Linked DNA regions of Canis lupus: region 2 is linked to region 1. Evidence: chromatin contacts called from public Hi-C data. All regions are on one chromosome and are shown on one strand. Each heading gives the region's core, a stretch centred on a gene start, on an enhancer-like site or on the middle of the called end of the contact. The rest is flanking DNA. Distances are from core to core; before and after follow the strand shown.

Region 1 (6,398 bases), core at 74-2,573:
GATCTCTAGCACACAGTGGATGGTTGCTAAATGAATTAATGCTCGTATGAATGAATGAATTAGGAGATGGTCCTCTATCCCATTTTAAGCCATACAATATAGATGATCTGGACTCCTCGGTTTTCCTGCAGACTTGATGTCAGTCTCCAAAGGCCAGCCCACTCCTAACTCCCTTATTTCCTAAAAAACTCAAAATAGGTAATGCTTTTATCCAGCCTCACAATCCTATGCTTAGGATCAAAATCCACAGAAATATGTCACCAGCCCCATCTGCCCCCCACCCCCACCCCCAAGGGAGGTACTCAGCAAATGAAAATCTTCAGGATTCCTTACCACTCCTGAGTCACAGGTGCCATTCTCAGGGTCACACTAATTCATTTGCTATAGAAACCATGGCTACCTTTAAACCTGGAGGTAGAAAAAGCTTCCTTTATACTCAAATCACCTCAACTGTGTGGTTCCCAGCCCCATGGGGTCAGCTGTGGCCACCGGGCTCCCTGTGTTCTTCTCTGCTTTCTTGGCACCAAACTGCATGACCCCAAACAGAGCCCCAGCCTCACTTAACCAGGAACCTCAAAGCAGCCATTCCTCTCTGGGTGCTTCTTCACTGGTTAAAACAACAAATGACTGCTCTGGCACCACGTTTTATCAACAATCTTGGGAAGTTCATCCCACTGTGGGATCCAGGAAGATCACGTCTCTTCCCTGGGTGGTTCAGAACCCTACTGAACCCTACGTACCGGTGCCAGGGTCCCCACTTTCTGGGAGCAAGTCCCTTCCAGGCTGCCTGCATTCCTCGCCCTGACTTTTACTTTCACTTTTACTACAGCCAAATACTTGTGCAAAGAAAAAAATGTATAATTCCTCCCCTTCCTTTTTTTTTTTTTTTTACCGTATACTTTCCTGTTTCACACCAAACTCTACAAAGCCTTTAGTGTGCTCACATTTTTATTTGCACCAAATATACATGCTCTTTTTTTCTTCTTTTTAAGTAAATGGTGTTCAATGCTTTCTTGTTTACCATTACGTCCTGAGAGCTGATTGTTGCTGCAGAAAGTGCGAGGGCCCAGGGGGCCGGGTGAGGAGCTGAAGGGACATTGGAGGGGCGAGCTTCTGCCCTGATGTTGGGCAGTGGGAACAGGAGACTGTACCTGCCTGACCCAGAAACACGCACAGCCTGCATGAGAGCATCGCTCAGGGACTGTTTTGTTGGTCAGTCTCACAATACCCTGATTCCTGCTTGCTGAGCTCCTCACACTGAGGTTTGAACAGGGAAAGCTCTAGAAAGAAATTGATTGAGGCCAGAGGCTGGGTCTGCAACGTGAGGAGATGGCTCCCCCCAGTGTCGGGATGATTCTTCAGAAACCTGGACTAGGTTAAGCCAGAGCAGTGACCTTGAATGCTGAGTTGGTGACCGATTGAAGGTGGTGTGACCCACAGGCCTTGAGAGGAAGGGGAAGGAAGAGGCCAGTGCCCAGCATGGGGTACCAGTTCCCCCAAAGCCGGTCCTCCCTCTGTCACCTTCAGATCCTGATGGTCAATGCTGCAGACCACCCCCAACACAGCTTTCTCCAAGGACTCCAGAAAAGCCACCAAGCCTTTTTTTACTGTGTTTTATTTGCTCGTTCCTCTTTCCCTCTGCAGCAGATGCCCCAAACCCTAAAGATAAACAGGTAAAGTTGTATGGTCACAGTACCTGGAATCCCATTGTGTTTTCCTCAACATCTTTTCCTGTTCAAAGCCCGATCCATTCCAGCTCAGGGGCCTCCTGCTGATTACCAGGGCCTCCCTAAAGCCCCCCTTTATTTTTTTAATTGTATTTTTTTTATTGGAGTTCAATTTGCCAATGGGGGAAATGCCATAGACCTGTGTTAGAAAGCTGCCAAAGTCATTTTCCTGTTCTTAGGTTTAAATAGAAAGGTAGACTACGTATGAAGTTCTGAAGTGGAGCTGCCAGCCTGCAGCCCTGAGCAAGTACAGGGCGCTGGACTGCTATTAGGGATCCGTGCATGATTCTCAAAATAAATTCACCAGAGAAGAAAACAAAAAGAAAGAGAAAATTGATGCAGAATTCAGCCCAAGAGAAAAAAAGACACGAATAATGCAAATATTTCCCAGGTCCGTTCAATGTAACAAAACATGTAGGGAAAATCTTATTACCATCACTTGTTCTGAAGATACCATCCTCAGTATGTATTCTGCAAAGCTAAAGAAAAATGTCCTGAGGCTGGTGGAGTCAAGGCTGAAGCCAAACTTGGAAAGACATCTCGGAAGTGCTTTGGTCCAACTTTGGAAGCTGGTCCTTCATGGAACGTGTCAACTTCAAGTCATTCCTCTTCATGTCAGAGGCTGAATGTTATCAGAAACTAGGACAGGTGTATCTCTTCTTAATGAGGCACATAGGTAAGTGACAGGATCATGGCATCTCTTTTTTTTTTCCTGATTATGGTAGCGACACATGTTCATTATAGAAAAATACAAAATGTAGTTTGTAAATTTTTTCCTCAGTGTCATCAAATATTTTTCTATCTTGTTAAGTATTTTTTTTAATTTCATTGTAATGGCTGCATAATATTGCACTTTTAAAACCATTCTTTTATGAGAAGACATTTGTTTCCTTTTTTTTCCTCTGTTTTGAAGTGAAACAAAACAGATGAACATAGGGGAAAGGAAAAAGAGAAGGGGTGGGGAGGCAAACCATAAGAGACTCTTAACTCGAGGAAACAAACTGAGGGTCACTGGAGGGGAGGTATTGGGGGGATGGGGTAACTGGGTGAAGGGCATTAAGGAGGACATGTGATATAATGAGCACTGGGTGTTGTATGTAAGTGATGAATCACTAAATTCTACCTCTGAAATTAATATTACACTATATGTTAACTAAAATTTACTTAAAAACTTTAAATATTTTTTAAAATATTTTTTTTTAAAGTGAGTATGGTGAACATTGAGATTTCTGAGTTGCTTGCTGGGTCAAGGAGAAAGTCACTTTATTTATTAAAACATGCAGTTGAGGGTCTCATGACACCATGCTGCTGTTTTCCATGCCAACACATGGTGCCTTTGTAGAGAAAATAAAACTGTGAAAAGTATTTGTTTGGAATTGAAAGAATAAAATTAAAAAGTCGAGATTTGACGTTTGGGTTTTGCTACTACTGTGGCCCGCGCTGACAGCCTGTGGCACGTCCCTTTGACTCTACTGGCCACACCTAGATTAACAATTTTTTAAAAGATTTTATTTATTTATTCATTCATGAGAGACACAGAGAGACACATGAGAGAGAAGCAGGACACAGGCAGAGGGAGAAGCAGGCTCCATGCAGGGAGCCTGACATGGGACTTGTTCCCAGGTCCCCGGGATCAGGCCCTGGGCTAAAGGTGATGCTAAACCGCTGAGCCACCCAGGCTACCCCTAAATTAACAATTTTTAAACAATTTAAGGTTATACAGAGAGAAAGCAATATGCTAAGTCTTTTCTCTTCTTCTATGGAATAAATTTTTTTTTTTCCAACTTCTCTGTTCTTGTGTAGGAGAAAGTACGGCAGTCATACAGATGGGAAACTGCTGCCAGCTGCTCGTTCGTGGGGGTTTGCCTCTGGGACCCTGGCCTGCACTGCAGTGTTTTGCCTGTGGTGAGAGTCCAGCAGATGTCCACCAATCCAAGAGCAGGTGGAAGGGAGGTTTAAATGCAAAGACATCAGGCTTCAGGGCTTCTTCTGTGTTTCTCCCATTATACAAATCATAGTCCAAATCACCAAGATGTAAGCAGTATACACTGACATCAAAATCCCATGCTCAGAAATACATCCAGAGCCCCAGAACTGCCATTTCCTAAATGAGCTGTCTAAACAGGACCTGAGAAGTCTCCGCACCTGCAAAGCGGGTGGGGGGGAGTACCAGACTACCTATGTCTCAGAACTGTCCTGAGACTCAATATAAAAATGAAATTATATATGTGGTTTAAATAAACCCTAAAACTCAAATAATTGCATTAAGTAAACTATCAAATAAATTAACCATTAAATAAACTCCAAAACTCAAGTAATCACAAACCATTATTGCCTTATCCAAGGAGCTGGAATGCATCGGGGATAAATGCAAAGACCGTAGAGCATATCTCCATGGTGTTATGCAACTTTACAGGTTACTTATTATGATCAATACAGTAAAGAATCTAGAAATTTCCAAGTGTATTTGGCCCCAGAACTTTCAATTCACATTATATCTATTAACATCCACATATTAGAAATCATGGGTTTTGTGGTTTGATTTCACATAAAATGTAAGGTGTACGAAGGCAAGCACTTTGTCTTGTACCCTACTGTATCTTCAGGCCATAGAAGAGCTGCCTGCACATAATAGGTACTCAATAAATTTATATTCATTGCATAATGGATATACTTTCCTTTAAGCTAATTTGAAAATAGCCTCTGAAAATAGTATGCATAGTGACGTGAAACATGGGTTTATATGCTCTGCTAGTGAAAGTGTAAATAGGTTTAATCTTTTAAAAAGCAGCCTAACTTCATGCAGCAAGAGCTTCTAAAGTATATGTCCTCTCACTAAGTTGTGTTGCTTCTGGAAATCTACTTGGATGTTATTCTAAGTATGAAAAATAAAAAGTTTGTATTTAAGATGCTCAGGAGATGCAGTATTGTTTAAAATGGGGAAAAAAAAACCCACCTGGAAACCATCTGAATTATGTTCAGATGAATAATTAAGATACAGAATATTCACTTGATGGGTTATTCTGCAGCCATTAATATGCTTATGAAAATTATAGAACTTTGAAATATTCCTATATTATATTGTAAGCACACATTCATAAATCACATATAATTCTTTTTCCTCTTGTATTAAGGAAAAAGGCAAGAAACTAAATTGTATATAAATTATAATCCATATATGTAACAACAACAAATGCAAAATAAGGAACTAACACTGAGTGCCACTGTGCCAGGCAATTGCTCTAAATACTTCATATACATATAACATCTTTATTTTCCTAATAATCTATAAGGCAGGTATTATTATAATACCCATTATAATACTGAAAAAAACTGCTCAAATGCTGACACTCAAATATTGACAACAGCTGCCTCTGAGTGATGAAAAAGACAGTAATTATATTCCCTGCACTTTTCTGCATTCTTACAAGTATTATGTATGGGGAGAAAACTGCTCTTTACAAGGGTAAACTAATGAATATTAATCTGTGTTCCTGTAACGGATCTGAACAGGAAAAAAAAAACTTAATTGACCGCGGGACCCCTTAATTTCAACCAGGGAACTCCGACCCACCCGTGCTCTGCTCGCCAGTTCTCTACTGTACAGAAGAGGAAAATAAGAGTAAGCTCCATTTAGGGTGAAATAGGCTGAAAATCGCTTGTTTTTGTGAATGCAGAGAAACTGGCCAAGGCTAGTGTTGGGTTTTCAGTTTCAATGTCACACTTGCTCAACCCCAAGATAACCTCGGATAACCACTGTGCTCTACCCAGAATCAAGAATTCAGGCACCGGGAACCTCATATCCCCTTACAGACCAACGAGTTGGTGGTGAGATGGGGGTGGGGGGGTGGAGGGGGTGGAGGGGTGGAGGGGGTGGAGGTAGGAGCTGTCACCGCCCAGGCAGGCACTGAGCAGGAAGAGTTGCAGCTGGAGCCCTACAGCTCCTTTCCTTTTATGCAGAGGGAAGAACTGAGCTTGATACATCCTTTGGACGCGGAGGAAAGAAGGGATAAAAGATCCTAATGATGCTAGTCATCAATGTGAAATGGGACATATGCGGGGGTGGGGGGTGGGGGGGTAGTACCAGACTACCTACGTCTCAGAGCTGTCCTGAGACTCAACATAAAAAATGAAACTATATATGTGGTTTAAATAAACCCTAAAATTCAAATAATTGCATTAAATAAACTACCATGTAAATCAACCATTAAATAAACCCCAAAACTCAAGTAATCACAAACCACTATTATGGCCATATCCAAGGAGCTGCAGTGCATTGGGGAATAAATGTAACTTATTTATCTATTTATCTAATGAAAATATTTATCTAATTTATCTACTTATCTAAATGGAAATTTACAATGGAAATATTTATCTAATTTATCTATTTATATAAATGGTAATTTATTTATTTTAAGATTTTATTTATTTATTCATAGACACAAGAGAGAGAGAGAGAGAGAGAGGCAGAGACACAGGCAGAGGGAGAAGCAGGCTCCACGCTGGGAGCCCGATGTGGGACTCGATCCCAGGTCTCCAGGATCACACCCCAGGCTGCAGGCGGCGCCAAACCGCTGCGCCACCGGGGCAGCCCCTAAATGGAAATTGAAAATGGAAATATTTATCTAACTTATCTATTTGTCTAGATGGAAATTTGAAAACGAGGGACAA
Region 2 (6,560 bases), core at 1,222-3,721, 370 kb before region 1:
TGCACACTGATTTTCTAATTTCTCTGTGCCCAGCTTCAGAATATTAGAAGAGCTGACAATGTCCCTGAAAGCAGTGACACCATTTGACTGAGGAGTTACTCGAATGTTCTCTCTTCTTTAAGTCGAAAAGAAGCTTGATCATTTCCAACAAATATGGCTTCATCAAGGCTCCACTCCCCCAACATGTGGGGCTTCTTTTGTTTCACAATGAAGGAGGTAGGATGCTTTTGAGATGCTGCTTTTGATAGAGCAAACTAGGTGTTGTTAAAGTTTATCCTCTACAGATGGAGCCTTCACCCAGGAACTCCCCCAATTTTGTAGGCTTCCAGCTTCTGGGGATGAGACTCTGGCCAGCAAGAAACTGGAGGCCTGCTTCACAGTAGAATGCCAGAGGACACCTCAGCTTCATCATGCTCTACTTTCCTTGACATGACTCGACTTCAGGGAGGCCCAAAGTACACAAAGATAGATGACCTGGGCCCAAATGACAGGAGATACTATCTTCAACTTCTATTAGCGAAAATGAAGACAGAATGGAGTGCATGAGGGCAGGTGTCATCCCAGAATCACTAGTAGTGTCTTTCCCTGGGACATTAATCCAGAGTGAAATGACACTTTGCCATTATACTAGAGTTCCTTCACAAAGATCACTTCTTTTAAAAAGTTTTTATTTATTTATTTATTTATTTATTTATTTATTTATTTATTTATTTTAGAGAGAGAGACAGTAAGTAGCAGTGGAGGTAGTGGAGGGGGAAGGGGAAGGGCAGAGGGAGAAGCATGTTCCCCTCTGAGCAGGGAGTCCAACATGGGGCTCGATACCAGGACCCTGAGATCATGACCTGAGCCAAAGGCAGATGCCCAACCAACTGAGCCACCCAGGTGCCCCCCACAAAGATGATTTTCAGTGAGAAAGAGAATCAGAGCAAATAAGAATCCTCAGCGTGTGGGCCATAGGTATGTGGTAATTAAAACCAGGCAGAAGGGTGGGAGGGAAGCCTGGAACCCAAGGGACAGCCACGGGGGTTCACTCCCAGGAGCCGGGGAAAGCTTTCCCTTGTAGGGAAAAGCAGATCAACGTGAAGAAGAGGACAGAGGAAGGGGTCTTTTTTCTGGTTTTGCCAAGAATCAGGTCTATCTTTGCTTAGAAACCAGGTCCTGTTAGTGCATCCAATGAAACTCTTTCCAGATGTGTTATTGGCAACATCTCTCCTCATTCCTAAGTCATTCATTTGGGCACTAGTGTTGAGTGGGGTTTCTCTGGGGCTTCTATATCTAATTCAGACAGAAGCCCAGGCCAAAAAGTCTCCAGGGCAAGAAGAGAACCCCAGGCACTCCCTGGGAAGCACCTATTCCCATACAAAATCTTTTCTAAGAACTCTGTGTCCTTGAAAATTTAGAACAAACCCATGATTCCTTGCCTGGTCTTGGAGAAAACCATCTCTAGGCCTCTGCTGGTTTCCAAAGCTAGTAGTAGCTTTAGGAATTTGCTTCACCTCAGACCCGTCAGGATGGCCGCTATCAAAAAAAAGCAAAATGACAAATGTTGGTGCGAATATGAAGAAACGGGAACCCTCTCACACTGTTGGTGGGAATGCAAAATGGTACGGTCGCTACACAAGACAGTGTGGACATTCCTCCAAAAAAGTGAAAACTAGAACGAACCTATGATCCAACAATTCCAGGTCTGGGTATTTATGCAAAAGAAGCGAAATCAGGATCTCGAAGGGATGTCTGCATTCTCATATTCTTTGCAGCACTAGTCGCAACAGCCAAGACATGGAGAAAGCCTATGAGTTCATCAACAGATCAACAGATGAAGAAAGTGTGGTGGACACATACGACGGAACATTAGTCAGCCTCTAAAAAGAGGAAGCTTCTCTATGATAGCACAAATACACCCAGAGAACATTATACTGAGTGAAACAAGCCCGTCATAGAAAACAAACACTGCCTTGTTTCCACTTCTATGGAATGTCTAAAGTAGTCAGTGCAGAGAATCAAAGAGTAGAACGGTGGCTGCCAGGGACTGGAGGGAGGTGGAAATGGGGAGTTACCACCCGACGGGCATATAAAGTCTCCGCCAAGCAAGATGAGAAAGCTCCAGAGAACTTGCTGTTCAACTTGGTACCTGGAGTCAATAATGCTACATCATGCACTTAAAGATCATTGAGAAGGAAGAGCGCATGCAGAATGTTTTTACTACAGTAAAATAAAATTAAAAAAGAAAGACTCCGCTTTCAGTTAGCATCCTCAAGGAGAAAGCACAGCTTTACCAAGTATCCAGGAAAGGGATGGCTGGGGGGCACCTGCTGTCCACTCTGGTGAATTCCCAACATCCACTCTCTCTTTTATGGTCTTTCAAGCTTGACAGGCAGGGTGTTTATAATAGGTTCCCCTCTGCTAGGGCTAGAGAAACAAAGTCTAAATCGGAGGCTGCGGTGTTCAAAACAACCACACTGTGTCCCCACTGCGCCGTCAAGCGTGCATGACTCATAAAGCTACTGAGTCCGGAGGTGAGCAATTCTGTGTAGCTGATAAAAACGGCCACGTGCTGCTCTGGGCGGGAGAGCCCTCCTCCCCACCGGCCCTCCCTGCCAACAGCCCTCTGCAAGGCTTGGGGTTGATTTCTTTTTTTTTTTTTTTTAATTTTTATTTTAGAGAGTCATGAATACAACCATTCCATATACATCTTTTTGTGTTATTTTTATCCTGAAAGCATGATAGACTCAGAGGCAGTTGCAAAAATGCCGAGTCCCACCTACCCTTCACCCAGTTTCCCCCAATGGTGACATCATACATAGCTATAAAACAATACCAAAACCAGGAAACCAGGGGCGTGTGGGTGGCTCAGTCGGTTCCAGTCGGTGTCCAACTCTTAGATTTGGCTCGGGTCCTGATCTCAGGGTCGTGAGATGGAGCCCCATGAGGGGCTCAGTGCTCAGCACAGAGTCTGCTTAAGACTCTCTCCCCACTTCCTCCTCCCCTGTGAATAAATAAATCTTTTTTAAAAAAAACAGGAGACTGGTATTGATGGAGTGCTGTTTACTAGTCCACAGACCAAATTCAGATTTCACCATTTTTACCTGCACTCATCTGTGTTGGGGGGTGGGGTGGGGGAGTGGTTTGATGCAACCTCATCTGATACATAGATTTGTGGAAGCAGCACAAAAATCAGGGTAAGAACTGTCCCATCACCACTGAGGAACTAAACTTCACATGTTCCCCCCTTGTCCACGTGCACCCTTTTCTCCCATCCCTTATTCCCTGGTTGCTCTCTCCATAAATCCATCACTTCTGGGATGTTCTAGAAATAGGATTACACAGTACATAACCTCATGGAACTGGCTTTTTTCCCCCATTCAGTAGGATGCCTGTGCAATCCATGTGGGTTGTGTATGTCCATGGTTAGCTGCTGAATAGGACTCTAGAACATAAACAGATGTTCACCTGCTTACCTGCGGAAGGGTCTTTGAGTTGTTTTCAGTATTTTGCTATTGTGAATAGAGCTGCTATGAACACTTATGTGCAGATTTGGGCGTGCATTTAAGTTTTCATTTCTCGGAGATAAACATTCAAGAGTGCACCTGCTGGATCAGATCCCAGATGCATGTTTTAGTTTGATAAGAAACTGCCAAAATTAGTTTCCAGAGATGCTGTACCATTTTACATTCTGACCAGCAATGAGAGAAAATTCTAGTTGCTCCGTATCCTCCACCAGCAAACCTCTATGTTTTGTACCTGGAGTTATGAACCCTGAGGACTCTAGAAGATTAGAACTGTACAAGGCCTTATAGGTTATGGGGCCCAGCCGATTGATTCTGCATAGGAAGGGGCCAGATGCTAAGGAGGGACCTGACCATCCCTTGTCCCTTCATCCACTTCTTCTGTTATTCTCACCATCTCCTCTGTGTCCCCGTCTCAGGCAGAGCTGCCTCCGCTTTATCACACTTCTGGAAACTTGTCAAAGTTTGGGCAGGACTGAAGAGCCTTGTTCAAGCCTCAGGGGGTGGTGGTGGTAATATCTCACCCAGGAAACTTGACCTTGCGCTTTGCTGCCATTGAAGAAACCAGGCTCCAGCTGCACTTTCCAATTCTCACATGGCTCTTAATGCATTGTCTTCTCTCAGGAAATTACTAACAGCACCGAAGTTCAAATACAATCTGACGTTGCAGCCCACAGCCAACTTTCCCAGGCTCAGCCGGCCTCCCGCCCAGCAATACTGTCAACACTCATTGCCTCCAGCTCAGCTACTTCCAGTTATTGAGAACCTACTGTGTGCCAGGCAACGTGCGAGGCGCTTTACATCTCAGGGCCTCTGGTCTTTACCCCGGTCTGCAAAGCTGGCACAATACGCCCCGTCCGACAGATAAGGAAAGACGGCTGGGGAAGTCATGATCAAACCCAAAAGTGTCAGGATAAAAGACCAAGATGTAGGTCGCTATTTTACGCAGAGTGCATAAAATACTGTTTCGGGTGATCAAAGTGGCCTTTCCTGTCACTTTCTGAGCAATTATGCCTCTCCCTGGGTTTTATACCTGAAATTCGCATAGTGGACACCGAGTGGCGCCAATGCGGAGCCTTTCCCTCTGCGAGGACCAGCTAGACTTTTCACAGAAGCCCTCTGCTGATTCTCCTATCACCAGCCCAACTATAGCATTTCTAGCACATTAAACTCTTTAAAAAAAAAAAAAATAGCAGACATCCTTGCTTTCTTAAAAAGAAAATCCATCAATGTTAACATCTGCACATCTTACTGCAAGGGTTATACTCGACAGCAAAAAAGCAAGCAAATGCCACATCTAGGTAGGATGTAGAACCTTTGCACTAAACGTCGACTGTTTAAAATTGCTGGTTATCCTAACTTCAACTTTTCCAAATATGGACGTTCTTGAGAAACAGATAACTGTTCCAGGCCCTTACTGCATTTTGGATGCTTAAAACCCATGAATCTCTCTCTGCAGTTCTCTGCGGAGACGAAGTTCAAACATATCTGCAGTTGTGTTTACTACCGAGCTTGTTTAGGGCTATTTTAAGAACTGAAGTCCTCTTGTTTTGCTTGCGATGCCCAACTCCTTATAATCTCCTAATTGCCCTGTTTCTTCCTGTGTGGATGAATTATGTTCTGGTCCTTTGTTCTCCCGAATGAAAACATGAACGGGGGAAGGCAAGTGCTTCTTACACGCCTCTGCTCCCAGAGCCCTCTTATTTCCCTAATTCACATATTTCCTAGTCAGGTCTTCTCCTCCCTAATTCCCTTTTCTTTGAGGTTTCAACAAGCAGTCTGACTTATCCTCGTTTGTCTGGGAATTCTTTTCCATCCTGCATCCATGGGAATGCCCTCGACCCCAGGCAAAGTGGGATGGTTTGTGATCCTTGCCGTAAGTTTGAGCACAAGTTCACCTGCGTTGAATTTTAGATTGAGATTTGACTTCAGTCATTGAAGCAGGCTTCCTTCTCCACCCCCTTATTCATGATTCCCTCGGCAAATGTGTACCAAGTAAACTTCAACTCTCCCTGCCATCCCAGACCTATCGTGATGGATCTTGAAATTCCACCTTTGTTGGATTTTGATGCCAACGATTTGTGTCATACCCCTCCTAAGGCTTGCAGTACCAGATGCAGCATCTCATCCAAGCAGATGCTTCATTAATGGTTATTAAATGAAGAGAAAAAAAAATGAATGCCCCTCTCCCCCCTCGAGCTACTGCTTCTCTGTGGTTTCAAGAATGTCATTACTACAAGCTCCGGCTTGGAGCGAAAGATGGACGTCACGATGTCACACAGGGTCTTGGCTATGATAGGGACATCAGTGTCCAGGAGTTTTTAGAACCTGCCTCAAATTCAAAATTCCTGGTTACCCTTCTGGGAATCAGCTCTCCCCGAGTTTGTTTTCTGTGGGGTTTGGATTTATATTTATGAGAAGCTAGCATTTAGGAGGAACCCATAACTCAAGACCAGTTTTAATTTTGCACCAGACCTCAACATTTCAGAAGAGGAGGTAGTGGTTGCAGGAGTGGGAGAAAGGAATTTGCTGGAGAGATTGTCCTCGATTCCCAAATAAGTTCTGTCTCTCTTTCCCAGCCAGACTCTCTATAAAAGGGAAAAGTGGACAACAGGCAGTGGGAAAGGAGCGCGTCCTGGCAACTTGCTGCAAGCCTCGTACACCATGCTGTTTACAAATTCCTGCAGCCAGCCCCGGGATCCAAATGTAGACAACTCTGTTTATGTAACTAAAATAGATGCTTATACCGTGTGATTAAGGTGGCTCGGGGAGCCGGGCCACAATGAGGCGACATGTGCTACAGCCGGGGCCAGAGGGGAGCACAGAGCACAGGAACCCTGGGACCCTGGCAGGTCTAAGGTTTATTAGATTAGTTGTCTGGCCGAGAAATCTCCAAGGGTGGGCACATTGCAGATTCATGGGAGAACTGTGGGTCACTGAGGATGGAGCTCTTCATCTGCGAGGGACCAGCCCAGAGGGTCTCATGAGGGACCAGAGGACACAGCCCCTCCCGGCTGCATCCTCTCCTGCAGTGTTTGGAGTAAAGCCCCCCTC

Evidence for each region. A called contact is a pair of places that touch in the nucleus more often than the background predicts.
Region 2: a contact with region 1 is called in a Hi-C map of liver, with 5 times the contacts expected there. The contact joins two enhancer-like sites. A contact is called at or near these places in 6 of 9 Hi-C or Micro-C datasets (amygdala, blood, liver and 1 more).

Annotation. Positions count from the first base shown.
Region 1 is chr31:29,067,501-29,073,898 of UU_Cfam_GSD_1.0, reverse strand. No RefSeq gene overlaps it. Among named protein-coding and RNA genes, the nearest start is that of ATP5PO, 3.4 kb to the right of the region's middle. Within about 2 kb of position 1,323, at least 10 of the 20 cell types and tissues checked have an H3K27ac peak or open chromatin away from gene starts, as enhancers often do.
Region 2 is chr31:29,438,557-29,445,116 of UU_Cfam_GSD_1.0, reverse strand. No RefSeq gene overlaps it. Among named protein-coding and RNA genes, the nearest start is that of KCNE2, 16 kb to the left of the region's middle. Within about 2 kb of position 2,471, at least 5 of the 20 cell types and tissues checked have an H3K27ac peak or open chromatin away from gene starts, as enhancers often do.